5 separate regions of the Mus musculus genome follow, and regions 2, 3, 4 and 5 are each linked to region 1. Evidence: chromatin contacts called from public ChIA-PET, HiChIP or PLAC-seq, Micro-C and promoter capture Hi-C data. All regions are on one chromosome and are shown on one strand. Each heading gives the region's core, a stretch centred on a gene start, on an enhancer-like site or on the middle of the called end of the contact. The rest is flanking DNA. Distances are from core to core; before and after follow the strand shown.

Region 1 (2,604 bases), core at 39-2,538:
ATAAATAAATAAAATACTCGTACCAAAACAAGGGGAGAAAGACGAACTCAATGGATACTTGTGTGCCAAAGTTTCAATCCTGCCTGGTGGAGCCACCGCACTTGGCACAAATTTTGAAGGGGATAAAGAGGGAGGGGGGAGAAGAGCGAACGAGTCTGTGGCCTGCAAACTGCAACAATGCAATCTCCATTTTGAACAATGCGCCTCTTTCCTCTTGCAAATCTAGTTTTGTTTTTGTCTTTTTTTTCTTTTTTTTTTTTTTTTTTTGTCACTAGACGCGCCGTGGCCTCCGCGTGGGGGACAGGCCGGGAAGGGGGGGGGGAGCTAGGAAGCAGGATGCACTGCACTGGAGAGGGAGCAAGCCAGGGGGAGGGAGGAGGTGGGGAAGGAGTCTCCCGGCGGCCTGGGTGGTTACCTGGAGTGCTGCTGTATGTACTATGGCTCCTGAAGCTGCTTTCCGTGCAGTAACTAGCGTCGTCGTCGTCGTCTTCCATCTCCTCCGGATAATCGGAGTCATCGTCGTCTTCTTCCATGTCATCTTCCTCCTCGTCCTCGGAATCCTGGGTCTCCTCGGCGTCGCCATCCTCCTCCTCCTCCTCGTCCTCCTCCGAGACCATGTCCTCCTCCTCGTCGTCGTCGTCACTCTCGTGGTCATCGTACACCACTTTGTTGACGGCGCGGCGGGCCGGGGTGGTCCGGGCCAGGTGGCCGCCCCCGCCCCCCGTCCTGCCGCCCCCGCCTCCTCGGCCCCCCCGGCCCGGGCCGCTGGCGCTGCTGCCGGAGGCCGGCGGTGGCGGTGGCGGCTGTTTCCTGCGGCCGCCCCCCCTGGGCGAGCTCAACCGGGTCTTGGGCGCCACCTCAGCCTGGGCGGCGGCCCACCTGCCCCGACTGCTGCCGCGGTGCCGCGAGCGCAGCCCCCCTATGGGTCCGGAGGCGGGCGGCGGCGGCGGCGGCGGTGGCGGCGGCGGTGGTGGCGGCGGCGGCGGCGGCGGCGGGGCCGGGGCGCAGCGCTCCGCAGCAGGAGCCGCGGGCTGCTTGGGCGGCCTGCCCCGCCGGCCCCTCATGTCGGAGCCGCGGCTTGCGGGGGGGTGGGGGGGGAGCGGAAGGGGTGGGGGAGGGGCGCGGGGGGCGCCGGGGCCGAGGGGGAGGGGAGGGCGCCGGGGTCCGGGCGGGAGGGGCGCGGCCCGGCAGCGGCGGGGTGGAGGGAGAAGGCTCAGTCCGAATTGCCGGGGCCCCGCTCCGGATCGCCTGCAGCCGCCATCTTGTTTCTTCCCTCTCGCTCGGTGACTGGGGGAACCGACAGCGGCCGCAGGCCCGGAGCGCGGTCACGTGAGCTGCGCCGCCCGACGAGCCTGGGACAGAGCGAGGCGGCGCGGCGGCCGCTAGGGGGAGCGCGGGAGCGGCGCGGCGGGGGCGGGGAGGCCCCGGAGCGCCCCTGCGCGGCTGCACGGCGGCGGCGCAGGAGCGAGATGGGTAGCGTGGGGTGTCCCCCCAGGCTGGGGTCTCCTCCTGGGAGACCACCTCCCCCTCAGCTGAGGTCTTAGGGAGACCTCAATGCGTGTCTCCCAAACCGGGGCCGGAAAACAGGGAATTTTCCTCCCAAGTCGCCGGTCCTTTTGGGAAACTAATGCAAAAAAAGGGGAGAGGGGCGTCTCGCGTAGAGGCACGACTTACAGACTGGGGGCAGTCACTACGCAAAGCCACCCACGCAGGTACAGGAGCTGGAGCTAAGTCAGTCCCAATAGAGAGCTCCCAAAGGCTTGGATCTAGAGGGTCCTGAAGTTGTTCCAGGAATGCACGCTGGGAGCCACACCCCCAGCGTGGTTTCACTGACTTTCCTGAGTTCCCACCCTCAGAGCCCGGGGTTAAATTCCAGAGCGTGGTTCCTAGCGGCCTCCAGGCACCTTTCTCTCTTCCCAGCTACGAACTTCCACACCTCAGCCAGAACTTAAGGATAGGAAGGATGGCGTCCTGTCTAGAATTGGCTTCACAAAGTTATGTGTTTGTGTTACCTGGAAATAATGTCTACCTGACAAATTACCAGTCTTGGTTTGACCTAGGGTGCTAGTCACTAAAGTGAAATCGCAGGCACATGCACCAAATGTTGCTAAATTGAGGTGGCTCAACACAGGGTCCTCGGGGTGGACTCTGGAAAGAAAAGAAAGGTTTAAGGAACCTATATGAGTGATTATTAATAGATGTGAGAACAGAAAAAGTAATTTGAAGAAAAATCGTTAATAGGATTCAGCCCACTAACTAACTGACTTATTACAATATAGTTCGGTGAATAGAAATGAAGTGAAAATTACTAATTGCCAACTAAGTTATTATGTATTCACTTTGGTTGATCTCTGAGAGTGGTAAACTTACCCACAGGGACCTCATAAGACACCAAAGGAAAGAAAGTAAGCCACAAGAGTTCTTGGGTAAACAAAGGCTGCAGCTATAGCAATGCAGGCCCAAATAAGCAGATCTTCTGATATTCCTTGGTGATAGTGGGTGTTTTATTTTGTTTTATTAGGGCAAGGTCTCGCTGTAAGGCCCTGGATAGCCTGGAAATCACTATGTAGACCAGGCTGCCCTCCAGCTCCTAGTAGAGATCCA
Region 2 (2,604 bases), core at 57-2,556, 920 kb before region 1:
CTTGTCCTCCCAGGCCTCTGTGGCATCAGTCAAAATGATGAAATTTCTAGAAATGATGTAGACATTACTGTCACCTTACAAAGTAAAGTGTTGGTTACAAATAACTTGCATGTTAGAAACCTTCGGGTAAGGTCGACTCTAGAAGCGGTTGCTTCCGTGAAACTTCTAGTGTCTAGTCCTAGGTCCACCACGGAGAAGCCTAGTTCGATGCTCTTTTATTCTTCTGGCTACACACCAGATATTTTCTCAGATTTTGTCCTGTTGGTTGGGATCTACTCGAAACCTTCCCCCAAATCTTCCTAAAGCCCAACATAAAATGGAGCAGAAAAGGATGGACAGAGGTTTAGTCTTTTTTTTTTTCTTTTAATTCTGGAAAGATAAGTTGAGGGTATTGATGCATGTCACCACCGGCCGGACTTAAAGGGTTGGTTAGGAGGGAAACAGTACCTGGCTCTGCGGCCATGCAACTTAGTCACCGCTCGGCCTGGCACGGTCACACCGACTGGAATGTCATGGCCCCGCTACCTACCTGCACCCGAGGCTGCAACCGGGCCCGGGGCTCCTGAGGCCACTACCTCCAACCAGCCTGCCTTTGTCTGGTTTCTGTCTTCAGGTCGCAAAGATAATCTGCGGGCCGCGATGTCACTGAACAGCCCAGAACAGGTAGCTCAGTCACGGCACCCTACTCTTCACGTAGCTTCAGCCGTCCGTTACGTAGAATGCGTACAGCTAGTTTGCGCCTGCGCGCGGGGTGGGGGCGGGGCGCGGCCTTCAGGACATCCGCGCAAGGCGAGCTAGGGCTGCTGGGAAAATTACGTAACCCCCAGCGTCCCCTGGGCTACAAGTGCTCTAACTAGCGGAGGCTGCGTTTCTCCCGTAGGGTTCCGTCCGTCGGGTAGACGTCACTTTGATCGGATGCTCCGGAAGCTAAAGGTGGCCATAGTCTATGGGGCCATGTGGACAGAGGCATGAAGGGAAATGTTGCCCGAGTCGTGGGTTTTTTGTGTTGCTTTGGTTTTTGGCAAGGGACAAGAGCTAAGGGAAGGTGGACATTCTTATGTAAATGAAGTTTCCAATCAACACCTTATTACCTTGAGTTTTTCGGGCGGTTCCCCATCGCCGCGGCTCTCTTCATTGCAGACTCCCTCACTACACGACCCAGACACAATCCTCACCCAGGACCAGATTCCCGTCCGGGGTGTGTGACGTAGTTATGTTGCGTTCCGGAATCGGAAGAGCGGCATTAATTGGCGCCTTTCGGCAGCCGTAGCCCCAGCCCCACCCTTCGGCTCGCGCTCTACTTAGCGCGCATGTCAGACGCTCCCCCCACCCTACCCCCAGTCAGCAACGGGCCGTGAGGCGGCGGCGAAGGGGGCGGAGGAAGAGCGCGGCTGGACGCGGTCCCGCACCGCGCGTACGCAGGGCCGCGGGGGTTCTTTCGCGCCGACTGGAGTAGCAACTGCGTCTGCAGCCGCGGCAGCGGGTTTGGGTGAAGGGCTCGCCAGACGCAGTGCCGCTAGCCCGGGGGACACGAGAGGTAACTGGGGCCTGGCGAGGGCGGAGGAACCTCGGCCTCGTTTAACAAAGAATCGGCAGAGCCTGGGGACCCGGGTGGCTGCGGGGGTCCGGGCAGGGATGGGTACGCGATCTGGAGCCCCGAGGTGGCCCTCTGGAGCTACGTTGCCTTCCCACGGCTCTGCTCCTTGCACGTCTTAACGAGGCCCACTTGGCGGCTTTCCGGAGGCGGTGCTTGATGGGCTCCAGGAAGGGATTTTTCAGGGTGCTGGGCTCCGAAGCTGTGAGAGCCAGTGGAGGAGTATTGATCCTTGTAGGTAGCTGTTGGGGATTGCGGACCCACAAATGGAGGCGGGGAGGGTCTCGGTAGCGGAGGTTGACAGATTAGAAGGCTGTGATAGTCATTGATCTTTGTGAAACCTTGAGTAGATCATGATTAACATCATCACCATAGTTACAAACTTTTTGCGGCCTACTTGAGCCTACCTGATTTGAATAATATATATGGGTTGAAAACCTGTATCAGAATCGTAAGGAAAAAATTATACTAGTCAAGTTTGGAAGCATATATAAACTTTTCTGTCATCTTAGCTTTTTCCCTTTTCACCCCTACCCCTTTAGGCTGTGGTTTTGTGGCTTTCCTACTGTGTTGTTGTTGTTGTTACTATTTGCAAGTGTTATTTCTGTATTGTCTCCTACACATACCTGAACAGCTATTAAGCTGAACAATTATTAAGTAGAGTAGATATTATGTCTTTTTCTTTTTCTTTTTTTTCTTCCTTCGAGACAGGGTTTCTCTGTAGCCCTGGCTGTCCTGGAATTCACTCTATAGACCAGGCTGGCCTCGAACTCAGAGATCCACCTGCCTCTGCCTCCCAAGTGCTGGGATTAAAGGCGTGCATCACCACCCGTCGTGGGTGGTAGGTTATGTCTTAATTCGTTTAAACTTTGTAGAGTCCAATCCTGTTCTGACAGGTGGGAAGTGAACAGTAAGTCTGATATAAAAATTTATTCTTCCAGGGCGAAAATGTTATTTTACTTTACCTAGAAGGAGAATTGCAGTGATTCATTTAAAAATAAAATTGTTAT
Region 3 (2,604 bases), core at 55-2,554, 860 kb before region 1:
CTGCTTGTCAATGGCCTTTGATGCTGCAACCTGAGACAGCTCTCTGCCAAGACAGAAGGGTCAGGGCAGTACCCTGTGCAGCCCAAGACCAGCAGGACTCCACAAAGCCTCCCTGCTCCTCCAAACTTTACTGGACACTGGCATCAAGAAGGAAAGCCCCGTACAGAGGATATCTTGAATGGTCTGTTAATGGGATCGGGCCTTCTTCAGACCTGGACACAGCTATTTCTAATCTATCCTGGAGTTATCTGGGCCCAATCTCTTTAGTCTCCCATTTCGTAGGAAGCCTGGCTTCCTTCCTCCTCAACTTGAGCAGCTGGGAGCCATCTCAGACATACTAACGCTCTGCCAGTTCCCAACTAGGAAGAAAAAAAAAAAAAAAAAGAAAGAAAGAAAGCCAAGGCAGAGATGCAGTGGGACCGAGGCCAAAGAAAGAGTAACCCTGTTTTCTCACTAACGACCCTCTTCCAAATTTTCCTCACCACATCCCGGGTCACTCCCTCACCTCCACTCCGGGACCTGTCTTACACTTTCAACCTGATTGCCCACAATTCTCTAGATCTCACGAAGCCTCCATCTCTAAGTTACTCGGAGCCAAGAAGCCCCGGGACTCCTCTAACTGCTCAAGCCCTCCACCGCAGAGGGCTTTCACCCTTTCCCCAACACTGCCTCCAACCCCGAGCCACTAACCAAGGGACTCTGGCCTGCCCGCCACCAGCCCTCGACAGTTCCTCCTGCAGTGTCCCCTGGGCCGCCTGTCCTCACCTGAGGCCCCAGGGAGACCGACACAGCGCCCTCGCGGCGCCGCTCGCCTGCCCTCCTCACCTGGTACTGCGCCGCGGGGCCAGCGGGGCCCATGGGGCGGAAGGCGGCGGCCCCCGGTACCCCCATGCCTCCAGAAGGCCCCGGGCCCCTGAGCGCCGGGCTGGGCAGCATTCCGGGTCCCGCAGGCGGAGGCGGCGCACCAAGGGCCGCGGCAACGGCGCCGCCGCCGGGGCTCAGCGGAGGCAGCGGGAACCCGCCCGCGCCACGGCCGGACATCACTCTGTCCCGTCCCGCGGTGCAGCGATCCGGCCTCCGGTCTCCGTGTTGAGTCCGCTCCGCGAGCTACGTTCCGCGATCCGGGACTTCCCGATTTTACTACCGGGTTCCGGGATCTTCTACTCCAAGTTCGCAAGTTCTTTGCAGCCCGGCTTTAGGATCCCGCGGCCCCTCTGACTCCGCTCCTGCCAGGGATACTCCAGATCCGGGATGTGCCGCGAGCCCGCAGGCCTCTCCCGGCCTCCGGAGGTTTGATCGCCGGAGTCCAGTTACCCAGAGGCGGTTACGAACTCCCAGCCCCGCCCAACCTAGACCCTGCAGGCCCCGCCCCTGCCCGGCAACCCAATCGAGAATGCCTCTTTAAATCCCGCCCTCGCGAGACCCGCCTCAAACCAGCACCTCCCATAACTGACGGCCTTAGAGCCCCGCCCTTGGGGGAGGCGGCCTTTTCCCGGAGGAGCGGGAGCGGAAGCTGCACGCGGAAGCGCGGAGGAGAAAGGCGTGGGGTCAGAGTTCGAAGGTCGCGTAGGGCCGTCCGAACTGTTAGGTGTTTGCTGTTTGCTCCGTAGTGCTGCTGCCTCGGCGAGATCCCCGATATGGCCCATCCAAAACAGTTCCGTCAATTCTGCGTCTTCAAGCCTTAAAAATAAGCGATCCGCGGCGGGAAAGCCGCCAACCACTTTTTAAGAGCCCATCTCGGGGCCGGTGGCATAAGGCACCCCACACCCACCCACCCATCTACCCCCAGAAGCCTGTATTGGTTGCTCCGCGCTTCCAAGGACATGGGCGGCCCCAGACGTGACCCAGCTGAGTGAAAGCTTGGCTTGGCCCAACTCCGAGTACTTAACTGCACTAACTTGCCCGTGCCTTTCTTTAAGGAAGCCTGGTAATTCGCAGAAAATGTTTTTAGGTGAAGGGATTTTGCATGCTGAGAGAACTCCAGGTACTGAAATAAGTTTTATCCAGTTTGTATAGGACTTAGTTTTGAAAAGTTGAGAATCAGCCGGGCGTGGTGGCAAACGCCTTTAATCCCAGCACTTGGGAGGCGGAGGCAGGTGGATTTCTGAGTTCAAGGCCAGCCTGGTCTACAAAGTGAGTTTTAGGACAGTCAGGACTACACAGAGAAACCCCGTCTCGAAAAACCAAAAAAGAAAAGAAAAGTTGAGAACCTTTTCAGAAACCACTGGCTTCGGCTATGTTATAGACCTACCCTCTGTCAATGTGGTATCTCCTACCCACGGTATAGAATAGTGCTACTTAACTAGGCACTGAAAATCCTCAGAATCAGGTTGGGGGTGTAACTCAGGTTATAGCGTGCACAAAGCCCTGGGCTTGAACCCCAGACTGCATCAACTACATGGTGGTGCATCCTCAAAATCCCAGCACACAGGAGGAGGCAGGTGGGCCAGAAGTTCAGGATGGTTCTCAGCTGCATCACCAGTTGATTCTACAGGAGACCCTATATCAGAAGAAAGCCGAGCTTTTTGTTAAAATGTGGTTTATGGTTCAATGAAATGGGGGCAGGGTACAAGATTCTGTATTTCTTTTTTGGTTTTTCAAGAT
Region 4 (2,604 bases), core at 57-2,556, 640 kb before region 1:
TTTGAAAAAGTAGACCTTCTTTAATACTTCAGTAGTCTCTAAATTCTAATTTGTTATTCTGAGAGCACAGACAATTATTTACCTACAAGGCATAAGAGTTCAAAGAGTTGGCCGCGGCTGGCCCGCGGGTCTCCACACATGTCAGTCTTCCACCAGGACACCTGGTACATGATATGCCATATTAAAGGGAACACGGTACCTTCAAAGAGGTCATTAAATAGAACCAGCACAAGTGTACCATGCCCACATCCTGAAAAGTGCATTTTAAAAAAATTTTAAAGCCCCCAGTTCTTCCAACCAGAAGATGAAAATAGCCATGTCCGCCTACAAAATGTCCTCTTTAGCCAAAGTGTTCAAATCCTGAGTGGATAAAGAGTTAAATAAATATAAACCGATATTCTTCTCAAAAAAAAAAAAAAAAAAAGCGAAGACGTTTCTGACGGCCCCGCACGTGAGACAGCTTTAAGTTTTGCAGTACAACTCTGGCCCACACACCGGGTCTTTAAAAGGATCCAATGCCCACAGCTTAACTTGTTTAATGACACCTTCACTGTCTAGCAAAATTACTAGTAGGAAGCCCCCTGCCTCCGAATACAAAGAAACCTTCGGGTCAGGTAGGCAGAAACCAGCGGCGGCTGGCTAAAAACGCCGTGCCCATTCCCGGCTTCAAACGCTTTCCAAAGTCTCATTTAAAAACAAAACAAAACAAAAAACTTTCGAGTAAAGACTCAAAACTCCAGTCCACCACCCGCTTCCCCCGGCTTCGGGTGTCCATCCGCGGCCACGGCGGCAGTGCGGGCGCCCACCTGTGGAGACCGCGGGGCAGGTGGGCAGCGCGCCCAGGGCCCGGCCTTTGGGAGACAGCTCCGAGTCGCGCGCGTCCCGGGCCGTGGAGCCGCTCGCGGTCTGCCTCGGCCGCGCTGGCCCCGGAGGCGCCTCCGGAGGCGGACGCCAGTGTGTGGCCGGCCGACGCAGCTCCCACCGCCAAGCCTCCCGCAGCTGCCTCAGCCCAGGCGCCGGGCCTCCCGCCGCTGCGGCCCGGCTCGGACGCCAGCCCCCGCCACCGCGCGACTCTCCTCTGGCCGCGAGCCGGCCCGTCCCCGCACCGCACTCCCCTGGTTACTCACCCCGGGGCCGGGCGGCGGTAGCAGCAGCGCCAGCAGGAGCAACAGCCACCGGGCCGGCATGGCAGGACGTGGCCCTGACTCCGGGCCCCGCCGGCCGGTTCTGGAGCCCGCGCGAACAGAGGGCTGGACGGGGGCGCCGCAACGACAGCGCGGCACCGGCGGAGGATCGGTGGACACGGAGCTGACTGGGCGGCGGCGACACCCCCATTCCCAGCCCTATAAGTGCCTTGTGTCCCGGCTTCTTCCGGTCGGGGCGGGCTTTAGGGCGGTCCCGGGGGCGGGGGCTGTGAGAGGCGGAGTCACTGCCTGGATGGGGAGGAGCCTATGTTGTTTTGTGGGCGTGGTAAGAGTGGGAGGGTGGGGTTAGAGGCCAACGCGGTGCTAGCTTCTAGCTGCCTCCTATCCTGGGCGCTAGAAGCCGAAGACCAACTCTTGGCTTTGGGTATTTGTGGACGCTGTGCTTCTGAATGAAGAAGCTTGTTCGCAAGCCAAGGGAAAATGACATGTTGCCCCACAGGAAGTCCCACTCGCCCGATGAAGAACCCGAGGCGCCAGGCTTGCCCACAACCCTCCGTCTCCCTGCTGCCGGCCACCACTTACAAGGGTTGTCTAAGCGACCTCTAGAGCAGAGCAAGGGTTTCAGCAGCTGGCGGAAATTCGACCCTGAGACGCAGCCTTAGAGTTCACTGACGAGGGTCCTCCAGCTGTGCCTCATCCAGCCCGAAGGCCCCTTTCTTCCCTAGCCTTGCCCCTCAGGAATTCCCCGAAAGTCATGTCCAGCAGCCATCCGTTCCTCTCGGGATGAACAACAGCCAACTCATTCACCAAAAATTATAAGGAAATCATGCGGGCCTCTCGTGTCACATGTGTTTATGTGACCTTTGTAGATGTGGCCTGGTGAAGCTTGAGAGGACATGTGTCACAACTCTTTGGAGGTGGGCTGAGGACTCCAAGGTCTATTTAAGGGTGTGGATTATTAATCAGAACTAATGAGCCCAATAAGTTGTTTGGTCACTGGGTCCCAAGCTGCCCTCCTCTGAGTTGGAAGAGGGAGAACTTGTTTATAATAGGAAAGACAAAACATTCAGTGCTCAAGGAAAAAGTAGCTTATTATTCTAGTAGAAAAAGGGAGTTGCTGGGAGTGTAGTTCTGTTGGTACAGCACTTGCATAGTCTGCGAGAGAGGTACTGGGCTACATCTCCAGCCCTCCCAATATTGGATGTGTTGCCTCACACCTGAAATCCCAGCACCCTGGGGGTGGAGACAGGATCCGAAGTTCTAAGTAATCCTTGGCTACCTAGTGAGTTTGAAGCCAACCCAGATTATGTGGGGCCACGGGAGAACCGGAGCAAATTCTCTGTTTCCCCTGGCTTGCTCCTTTGACAGCCCGTTGGAATTTTCAGGTTTTTGAAGAGAAAAGGTTATCCTAGGGGGGGAAAAAACCGCAAAGAGGTAGTATATGATAGGTAGGGATTAG
Region 5 (2,604 bases), core at 63-2,562, 520 kb before region 1:
GCCACACTCTGGCTTCATTCTCGTAGCCTGAAGACATTTATCTGTTTGGAAGACTCTGAAAAGATACTGAAACCATTTAAGGGTTGGGAAAAGCTAACAGAAACGTTTCTCACCGGCCAATAAATCCAGACCCTTCAAACTCCCTTCCCCAAGCGCCAGAGATCACTTGTCCCTCAGTTTCCCTTGTTATTTTCCACATACAATTCACTTTCTCTTTGGATTTAATCTAGCTCCTGAAAAGACAATTCCTCTCAATTGAGCAATGGTGTCAAGACATTTGGACCTCACACCGGAACAGGACACAACCTGTGTCTTCAGGTTGTCACACTTTTCCTTTAACTCTAAAAAAATATGTCCTCCTCATCTATGAAATCTAATGACAAAGTAAGTACTCCTTAGCTCTAAGGGGAAAAAAAAGAGCGAGGGTGTTTAACAGACTTTGCCCTTAAATTTGATGCCGTGTAACCATAACAACTGATGGTTTAGGTAACCATCAACCCACTGAGGGGCTAAGTTTTCCAAAAATCGTTTTTCAGTGGGGGAAAAACTCCCTTGCACCAACTCCCGCGCGTAGAGTCGGCACTCCGGAGTGGCATGTGGTGCAATGGAGCCGGCAGCTCCTGTCCCTGCATCGGTCCCCCGGTCTCCACCACCGTCATCTCCATGCTCCCAGCGGGGCAGCTAGCGTTAGGCCTCAGCCCAATGTCACTTGTTAACCTTCCGATCTCCCCGGTTTTTGGTACGCCGCCACCTCCCTTTGAAAGCACACAAGCCACCCCTCGGTCCCCGGTGTCCGCCAGGAGTTGGGAGAAAAACAAGCGAGGCGCCGACAGCCACTGACAGATTCGCGCAAAAGTAACCGCGCTCCTCCATTCCCAAGCTTCTCCCACGGTGGCCCAGGGGGCGGAGGACGGCAAGGGCCCCACGCACAGAGGTGACAAGTGTTTTCCTTCAACGAGCGTGTGAATGCTGCTTTCCCGGACCCACACCGAGCCGCGGACGCTAGGCTGGGACCTGACGGCTTGCACCTCCCGCCCCGGGGCGACTCCGCCCTGCCCGGCCCCCAAGCAGGGAAGGTCTCTCCCGGGGCCACCCATGCCGGCGTCCCGAGCCCTGGTAGTGTGGAAGGGACCGAGCCCCGCTGCGCCAACGGCTGCGGGAGCTGCCGGTGTCCCGTAGCCGGGCCACCCAGTCAGGGCCTGCTCCGCCCGTCGCCCCACCTGGCCCGGAGCGCGCTCACCCCGGATCCGCTGGCTGCCTCATCCTACTACACCGGCGCCCGTACTTGGCGGCCGCCGCGGCTCCTGCTCCAGCTCCAGCTCCGGCTCTGGCTGGGGCCGCCGTGCTGCTGCCCGCCCGCCCCCGGGCACCGGCCGTCCCGCCCCGCCGGCGGACCCGCCCCGCGGCCGCGGCCCCCACCGCCCAACCACAGGGCGGAGGGGGCGGGGCCAGCCGCGCACCAGACATGACCAATCCAGCCAGTGCCGCGCGCCCGCGACGGGCCTGGAGGATCGGCCAGCGATCGGTCAGGGCTGTTAAAGGGGCTGCGGCGCTGCGGACTGGAAAGAAGGGGAGGCCGCGAAAAACTGCGGGTTACCTGGCAGAATCCCAGTGGGAGGAGCGAGCGTTGCACTCTCCCAATTGAAACTGAGGCGCTTTCCCCAGCTCTTTGCATTTCTTAATTTCCTCTTCCTGCAATTTAGCAACAAGTGCCTCCAAGCCGTGAGGGAAACTGTCTGGCTAGGCAGATTCTTAGGAACAGAGGTCTTAGGAGGACGTCGGACTTTATCAATCCCTGCTAGTTCCAGAAACTGGATGTCTGAGCTCCTCCTCCACACCTGACCGTAACAACCAATCGCAAACTGATTAGTAGAATTAGCGCCTAGAATTCGTGTGACGTAAATATATCATATATTATGATCTTGGGTTTTTTTTTAATACAGGGTCTCCTGTAGACTAGGCTGTTTTCAGAATTGATATGTAGCTGAAGATAGCCTTGAACTCTTAGCCTCCTGCCTCTGCCTCTACCGCTATGACTATAGGCATACACCACTACACCTGGATAACATAAGTTTACCTTAGAGGGATCGTGTCTAGGGCCCAGATAAAGGAAGGTGACTTTTAAAAATGAGTTCTCGCTTAAAATGTGCTTGGAATGGTGGAGGCTATTTTTACACCCATCAGTTCCTTACAGGGTAAAGGGAGGGGTGGAGGGGGCAGAGGGTAGGCAGGTCCCGCAGGTCCCTCATAGCACAGGGGCAGGTTGTGAGAGTGTCTTTGCTTATCAACTTTGCCTTCTAAATGAGTGGGTCCCAAACTTCAGCATCAGCCCATCCCAGAGGACTCTAGCATGTCTCAACTTTGCAATGACTGGGTCTGGGCCGTTTATTTTTCAACATTCTTTCCCCAGGAGATTCCAGTAGGGGGCGCTCTGGGGGGGCATGCTTTTTTTTTTTTTTTTTGGTTTTTCAAGACAGGGTTTCTCTGTGTAGCCCTGGCTGTCCTGGAACGCACTCTGTAGACCAGGCTGGCCTCAAACTCAGAAATCCGCCTGCCTCTGCCTCCCAAGTGCTGGGATTAAAGGCGTGCGCCACCACGCCCGGC

What was found. Promoter capture Hi-C pulls out the DNA fragments that hold promoters and counts their contacts. Hi-C and Micro-C count contacts between places; a contact is called where the count stands out from the background. ChIA-PET counts read pairs in DNA pulled down with a chosen protein or histone mark. HiChIP or PLAC-seq counts read pairs in DNA pulled down with a chosen protein or histone mark.
Region 2: a promoter capture Hi-C map of neural stem cells shows a contact between it and region 1. The contact joins the promoter of Ddx42 here to the promoter of Bptf in region 1. A contact is called at or near these places in 1 of 39 promoter capture datasets (neural stem cells), 2 of 115 datasets of contacts at active chromatin or transcription factors (memory CD8 T cells and thymic regulatory T cells) and 1 of 9 other capture datasets (liver).
Region 3: a contact with region 1 is called in an RNA polymerase II ChIA-PET map of memory CD8 T cells, with 8 read pairs. The contact joins the promoter of Smarcd2 here to the promoter of Bptf in region 1. A contact is called at or near these places in 1 of 115 datasets of contacts at active chromatin or transcription factors (memory CD8 T cells) and 1 of 9 other capture datasets (liver).
Region 4: a contact with region 1 is called in a FOXA1 HiChIP or PLAC-seq map of pancreatic cancer cells. The contact joins the promoter of Ern1 here to the promoter of Bptf in region 1. A contact is called at or near these places in 2 of 115 datasets of contacts at active chromatin or transcription factors (memory CD8 T cells and pancreatic cancer cells).
Region 5: a contact with region 1 is called in a Micro-C map of embryonic stem cells, with 2.0 times the contacts expected there. The contact joins the promoter of Tex2 here to the promoter of Bptf in region 1. A contact is called at or near these places in 1 of 484 Hi-C or Micro-C datasets (embryonic stem cells) and 2 of 115 datasets of contacts at active chromatin or transcription factors (memory CD8 T cells and pancreatic cancer cells).

What each region holds. Positions count from the first base shown.
Region 1 is chr11:107,130,859-107,133,462 of GRCm38.p6, forward strand. Bptf (bromodomain PHD finger transcription factor) reads right to left here and starts at 1,289. Exons shown (of 28, transcript NM_176850.3): 1 at 416-1,289. The coding sequence starts at 1,064.
Region 2 is chr11:106,215,620-106,218,223 of GRCm38.p6, forward strand. It overlaps Ddx42 (DEAD box helicase 42), which reads left to right and starts at 1,307. Exons shown (of 18, transcript NM_028074.4): 1 at 1,307-1,537. Ccdc47 (coiled-coil domain containing 47) reads right to left here and starts at 748. Exons shown (of 13, transcript NM_026009.2): 1 at 530-748.
Region 3 is chr11:106,271,668-106,274,271 of GRCm38.p6, forward strand. It overlaps Smarcd2 (SWI/SNF related, matrix associated, actin dependent regulator of chromatin, subfamily d, member 2), which reads right to left and starts at 1,305. Exons shown (of 13, transcript NM_001130187.1): 1 at 826-1,305. The coding sequence starts at 1,041. It also overlaps a transcript of Tcam1 not described here.
Region 4 is chr11:106,486,490-106,489,093 of GRCm38.p6, forward strand. It overlaps Ern1 (endoplasmic reticulum (ER) to nucleus signalling 1), which reads right to left and starts at 1,307. Exons shown (of 22, transcript NM_023913.2): 1 at 1,128-1,307. The coding sequence starts at 1,187.
Region 5 is chr11:106,611,618-106,614,221 of GRCm38.p6, forward strand. Tex2 (testis expressed gene 2) reads right to left here and starts at 1,313. Exons shown (of 12, transcript NM_198292.3): 1 at 1,241-1,313.